Regions from separate parts of the Oryzias latipes genome. Here region 2 is linked to region 1. The links are chromatin contacts, called in public Hi-C maps. All regions are on one chromosome and are shown on one strand. The core of a region is the stretch at or near the end of the contact, and the rest is flanking DNA. Distances in the headings are between cores, read along the strand shown.

Region 1 (2,724 bases), core at 165-2,664:
GGTTGACATTAGGTGATAGGCTGTTATAGGGGACTGGACTTTGATCAATAAGCAGTGAAGATGAGCTGTTCTGCTTCAAGAGGTTGGGGGGGGGCTTTAAAGGCCCACTGCAATCATCTTTAAAAAAAAAAAAAAAAAAAAGTATTTTGCTGGGACACAGTTTCTACAGAGCTGCAGTAGTTCATCAGAAATTCGCCTCTAAGTTTTGGGTTGGGCTCCCCGTTTTTGAGAGCTCTCTGTTTACATGTTCTCCCGCTAGCTAACAGCCCCTCGCAACCCCAACTTAACATTATCAATTCAACAAAAGATAACGAACGCTGTACAGTTTTGAAACAGATGCCAGCTCTGATGAGCAAAATGAGGTTTGAGCAGAGCGGGGATCCTGTGGCCCCGCCCACTGTATTTTCTATGTCACAAATATGCTCTATTTCAAACAGCTTTTTATTGACCGCTCCTAATTTACAACAATTTTTGTGTTTTATAAAATTGTTTTGGATAGTTTGGCCAGGGTTGCGACTTGTACTCAGGTGTGACTTGTAAGTTATTTTTCTTTGAGGATAGATGTCAACAATTGCTAAAGGGTTATTATGGATGTATCAGTTTTTGCTATTAAAAAAAAAAGAGGTGCGCTGTCTTATGCTACGTTCACAAGTGTTTTTATGTTGCACGTTCAAGAACGTGCTTTAAGCAAATGGTGTTCACAAAGGTCTGTTGCATTCCGGTTACTAGGGCATGTACGTACAATTGGAAATAGTCTTGGTGCGAAATTTCAAAGCAAATCAAATCTCACAAATCTTCCTTCCGATTATATGACTGACTTATTAATGTTGTAGAATTCCAGCTACACATAAACCGCAGTTATTAATTTCCACTCTGTGAATAAAAAGGGACGCCATCCATACCTCACTGCCTGATTGGTCAATGTTTGAACTGGTTTACCTTTCAACGGGCATCAATGGTTGCATGTTTTGTACGTAGAGCCCAAATATGATCGTAGAAACTTGCATAACGACACATTTACGTGGTTTTGCACAGACCTTTAATTAAAACGCTTGAACATGGGTTTCCAGTGGCCACGTGAATGTAGCTTTATAGCTGAGCTCTGCACAGGAAATGCAGTAAATTTGTACCAGCATTGCAGGATTCTAACCAGCTAACCACAAAGTGTCCGAACAGATTTGATTGTCTTCATAAACCTGTTTAAGCCCCCCCCCTTTTTTTTGCTTGTGTGCCTTTTGCCGACTTCGTCCCCATGATCCTCCAAGCCGTCTCCTTTTCCCGTCTGAGCCAAAGCTCACCAGCAGGCTTCACTTTCAGCAAGTACCACCATTCATCACCAGGCAGGGGTGCTGGATCAGGGGGCGTGGAGGAGGAGGAGGAGGAGGAGGGGGGCTAGGCAGGGGGCCAGCAGCGGGGCAGTTTCCCCCCTCGTTCACCCACCTCCTCATCCTTCTCTCCACAGGCTGTTGAGAATATAAGCCTCTGCCACAGACAGCAGCCACACTCCTCTCTTACAACCTTTACAATGGAGCTGCAAATGTATTCAGGGGAGGAGAGACCTGCTACCTTCCATTGCTCCTTCACCCTTGTCTGTTGCCCCCTCCTATTCAGTGTTTTTTTTTGTCTGTGACGCCTCCTTCCCTTGACTCTACCCCCTCATCCCTGTCCCCTCGCTTCTACCCCCCCCTCCCCCTTTGGGGCATCATTCCTCCTACTTTGTTCCGCCACTCCTGGACCCCAACGTCTGGGCAGTCCTGATAGCAGAGGAGAAGCGGCGGCCTATCCATCTGCCTGCCCGGGCCTGCCAATAAAGGCGCAAGAGCAGAGGTCGTCATTCATAACAATGGCCATTAACAATGCTAACAGCGCTGGGAAGTGAGGAGTTGTTTGGGGAGGAACAAGGGGCTTGCAGTAGGGGCCCCGAGTGGGACCTAGGGTCTGTCGCCGGGCAGAGTTGGAGATTGCAGAGATCCGATAGGTTTACGGGACACACAAGGCTCTAAAGCCTGTTGTTGGGGCATTAGGCAAGGCCTCAGCCTCCCAGGTCTGTAAAGAAATATTGATTTCTCTCTCTTTTTTTCCTTCTTCTTCCTGTGGTCAGACAACATTTGAAGTGCCGTCCATGAGAAGCCAGACGCTCTCACATTTCCCCGTGGCTTCATGCCCAGTTACTGCCGAGTCTGCAGTTCGGTTATTTTAGGTGTTGCTGAGTGTTCTTATATTCCAACCTGAAAGTTCTTGAACCTGAAAAGTAAAACAGAACCAATGACGGACAAAAAAAAAAAAGAGTGGAAGTCATTGACTGGATCATCAAAGATGTACCGTGGATTCTTTGAACTCGTGACAGCCACACAATAGCTGTAATGATGCCCAAGTAGGCCAAATTTTACCTCTAGTACTTCCCCGGCTTCCCTCCCGAGTTTTGACACATTTTCGCATTTATCAGGAATGCCTGTCTGTCTCCAATAACAACAAAAGGCACCCCCCCACACACACACACACACACACACACACTCTCTAAGGAGCAGCACCACGTGAAGCCTCCTGTGAAACAGTTACAGTAGGCCCTCCGTCACCGTGCCTCACATCCCTCCAATCAAACTGTCAAAAAAGCACAGCCCCCCCCCCCCCCCCTTTTTTTTTGTATTGGGAGTTTTTAATTAGATTTGGATGGATTTCAATTCAGCTCTTGTTTCCTGGAATGCTTCCGAGGAGAAAGAAGAA
Region 2 (2,724 bases), core at 115-2,614, 88 kb before region 1:
TCCAGGACTCTCCAATAATAATAATAGAAAAAAGGGCCCAAAAACGCCTGCAGGAGGCTGGGCTCCGTTCAAATCTCCCTTACTTAAAGAACAGTTTTACACGTTTCTTGAGGGTTTTTTTTTCTCTCTTCAGTATGTGAAGACCAGGTCTGAAAAGTTCGCCTCCAGCCAGTCCCCTGCGATCATCTCACTGAGTTCCGGCGTGCAGTAGTCTGGGAATTCAAAGTGGGAGCCCAGGCTGCCCTCACTGAAAGAGTCCAGGTCCTTATCCACCAGAGACAGGGACAGGTTTCCGGAGTTCCCCAGCTCTGATCCCGGCGCGCTGGGGGCGAAATTCAAACTAAAGTCAAACAATAAATCGTCTGCGTCCTCTCCAGAGGAGGAAGAGGAGCTGCTGCTGCTGCTGCTGGAGGAGGAGGAGGAGGATGTGGAGACCGACCGGGAGGATGCTGGTGAGACGGAGGCGGCCGCGCTCTGCTTGCTCTTGATGTTGTAGAAGAGTCTGTTGTGGCTCCGCACCTCCTCGTACATGCTCGCGCCCTCGGACTCCGCGGAGGAGCTCAAAGTTGGGCTCGCGGGAACTTTGGCTACATTGTAGGGCCGCAGGCGCTCCTCCTCCGCGCGCTTAATCCCCATCCGGTAGTCCTCCTCGTAGTCGTCGTCGTCCTCATCGTCCGTCAGCTCACTTTTGACAGTTTTTGCAACTTTAAAGACGCAGTCGTCCCCGTAGCTGTGCGCAGACTTGGAGCCGCTCTTCTTCATCTTAGAGCACTTCTTGCTGGGAGTCTTCGCCAGCTTTGCGCACTTCTCCGGAGACGGCGCCGAGGACTTGGACGCGTCCAGCTTTGGTTTTTTCTTGGGTCTGTATTTGTAGTCGGGGTAGTCGGCCATGTGCTTGAGCCGGAGCCGCTCCGCCTCCCGGATGAACGGGATCTTCTCGCTGTCCTTCAGCATCTTCCACCGCTTCCCCAGGCGCTTGGAGATCTCCGCGTTGTGCATGTCCGGCGACTGCTCCATGATCTTCCTCCGCTCGATCTTGGACCAGACCATGAAGGCGTTCATGGGTCTCTTGATGTGCCCGGTGGCCGTTTTGCACCAGTCCGGGTTGATCGCCACGGGACTGCACGCCATAAATTCACTCTCCTCCGTGTCCGTCGCCTCCCTGGACATGCTTCCATCCGTCTCGCTGTTGTCCATGTGCTGCACCATCCTCCCCCCCGGTTTTTTCTTCTTCCTTTGACTCCCCCCCCCAAAAAAAATCGCGCTCCAGCTCCTCACCGCCAAGACGGCTCAGCTCTCTGCGTGCGTAATTTTGCGCGCCACGTTCTCCGCGTCTCAAGCTCTGCACTCTTTTTCCAGAGTTACAAACTGCCTTCTTAACTAGTTATCAGCTTTTTCATGTCCCCTGCGTCACACTAATCCACCCAATCACGTCCCGCACTCCGCCCAGCAAACTCCAATCCAAGACTCCCCCCGTTTAACCCTTTTCTCTCCCACCCCCCACCCCCCCCCCCCCCCCGTTCTGCTTCTTTCCCGAACGCGCATTGGCGTGGAAGGTGGGGATTTGTGGTGCGCAGCGTCTGGAGCAGCACAAGCATATTAAACATGCACTTTGCGCTCCCGGGAGCACTTTTTTTTTTGGTTTTTGTTTATTTGTTTGTGCCTCCAGAAATGTTTTTGTTTATTCTTTGAAATGCTGTTTGGCTACAGGTTTTCTAATTGTTCCAAGGTTTTTTTGTTTTTTTTTTTCATCCCCTTCCCCCTCCTCCCTTAGGTTGTATACTGAAGGTGGCGCTTGGACACTGTTGCAGGCGCCTGAGCGCATCCGTGCGTCTGCATGTCTGCGGCCAGATTTAATGTCATTTCTTTTTTACATTCTAATTAAGTCTTAACCCTTTTATGTGACAATTTTCTTTAGTAAAACATAAAAATGTGATTTAAAAATTTTTTTTTAGCCTCAAAGGGTGTTTTTATGTCATATTTTCTTAGTTTCAGTGAGCAGACAGGTCTGAATGAAGGAAGTAGGTCAGTAGCACACTTCCAGTTTCCAGTGACAACACACCTGCAGCATCCCACAGACACGCACAGATGGGTGATTTATGTCTGCTAATTGTGGGGATGCTTAAACTCCGAGAGGCCCAAAAGTAAAGCTGTAATTTTTTTCTGTGCAATTTGAGCAAATGTTGGTGCAGCAATGTGGGTCTTTCAGATGGAAATGTTTTTTTGAATGTTTTTTTTTTTTTTTTGCCTGTGCAGCCACTGCACTGAGCTCTGCTGGCAGGGGGAGAGATGGAAGGCACCCTGCTGAGTCTGCTGTGTCAAGAGGCAGCTGGAGCATCTAGCTGGCGTCTCTCTTGCAGCCCCCCCTCTTCATCCATGCTCCTCCTCCTCTTCCCCCAATGGATCTGGGAGGTAGCCAACAGTGTTGTTGGAGGCTGGGGCGATAAGGCGTCCTGCCTCTGTTTTTTTCTCCCCCCCATCCCATCTCTCGCACTGCTTCGTCCCCTAGAGGGCAATCACTTACCCTTTTGAAACCCCTTCCCCCCACCAAGCCACTGTATTCTCCCCCAGCTGGGGGCTTAAGAAGTGTCTCAACTGATACAGAGCGAATCAGAAAGCACAGCGACAGGACGGCGAGGAGGGTAGAGGGAAATAAAAATGGGGGGCCACATTTGGAGGAAGGGACTTGAGGAGATGGAGGCTGGGGACAGATGGAGGAAGGGG

Evidence for each region. A called contact is a pair of places that touch in the nucleus more often than the background predicts.
Region 2: a Hi-C map of embryo shows a contact between it and region 1, with 1.6 times the contacts expected there. The contact joins the promoter of sox11 here to the enhancer-like site in region 1. A contact is called at or near these places in 2 of 5 Hi-C or Micro-C datasets (both in embryo).

Annotation. Positions count from the first base shown.
Region 1 is chr22:10,554,046-10,556,769 of ASM223467v1, reverse strand. No RefSeq gene overlaps it. Among protein-coding and RNA genes, the nearest start is that of LOC105356921, 80 kb to the right of the region's middle. Within about 2 kb of position 1,414, at least 5 of the 8 cell types and tissues checked have an H3K27ac peak or open chromatin away from gene starts, as enhancers often do. A contact at or near this core is called in embryo, where this site is marked.
Region 2 is chr22:10,642,469-10,645,192 of ASM223467v1, reverse strand. sox11 (transcription factor SOX-11) reads right to left here and starts at 1,364. Exons shown (of 1, transcript XM_011490563.3): 1 at 1-1,364. The coding sequence starts at 1,209. The coding sequence ends at 130.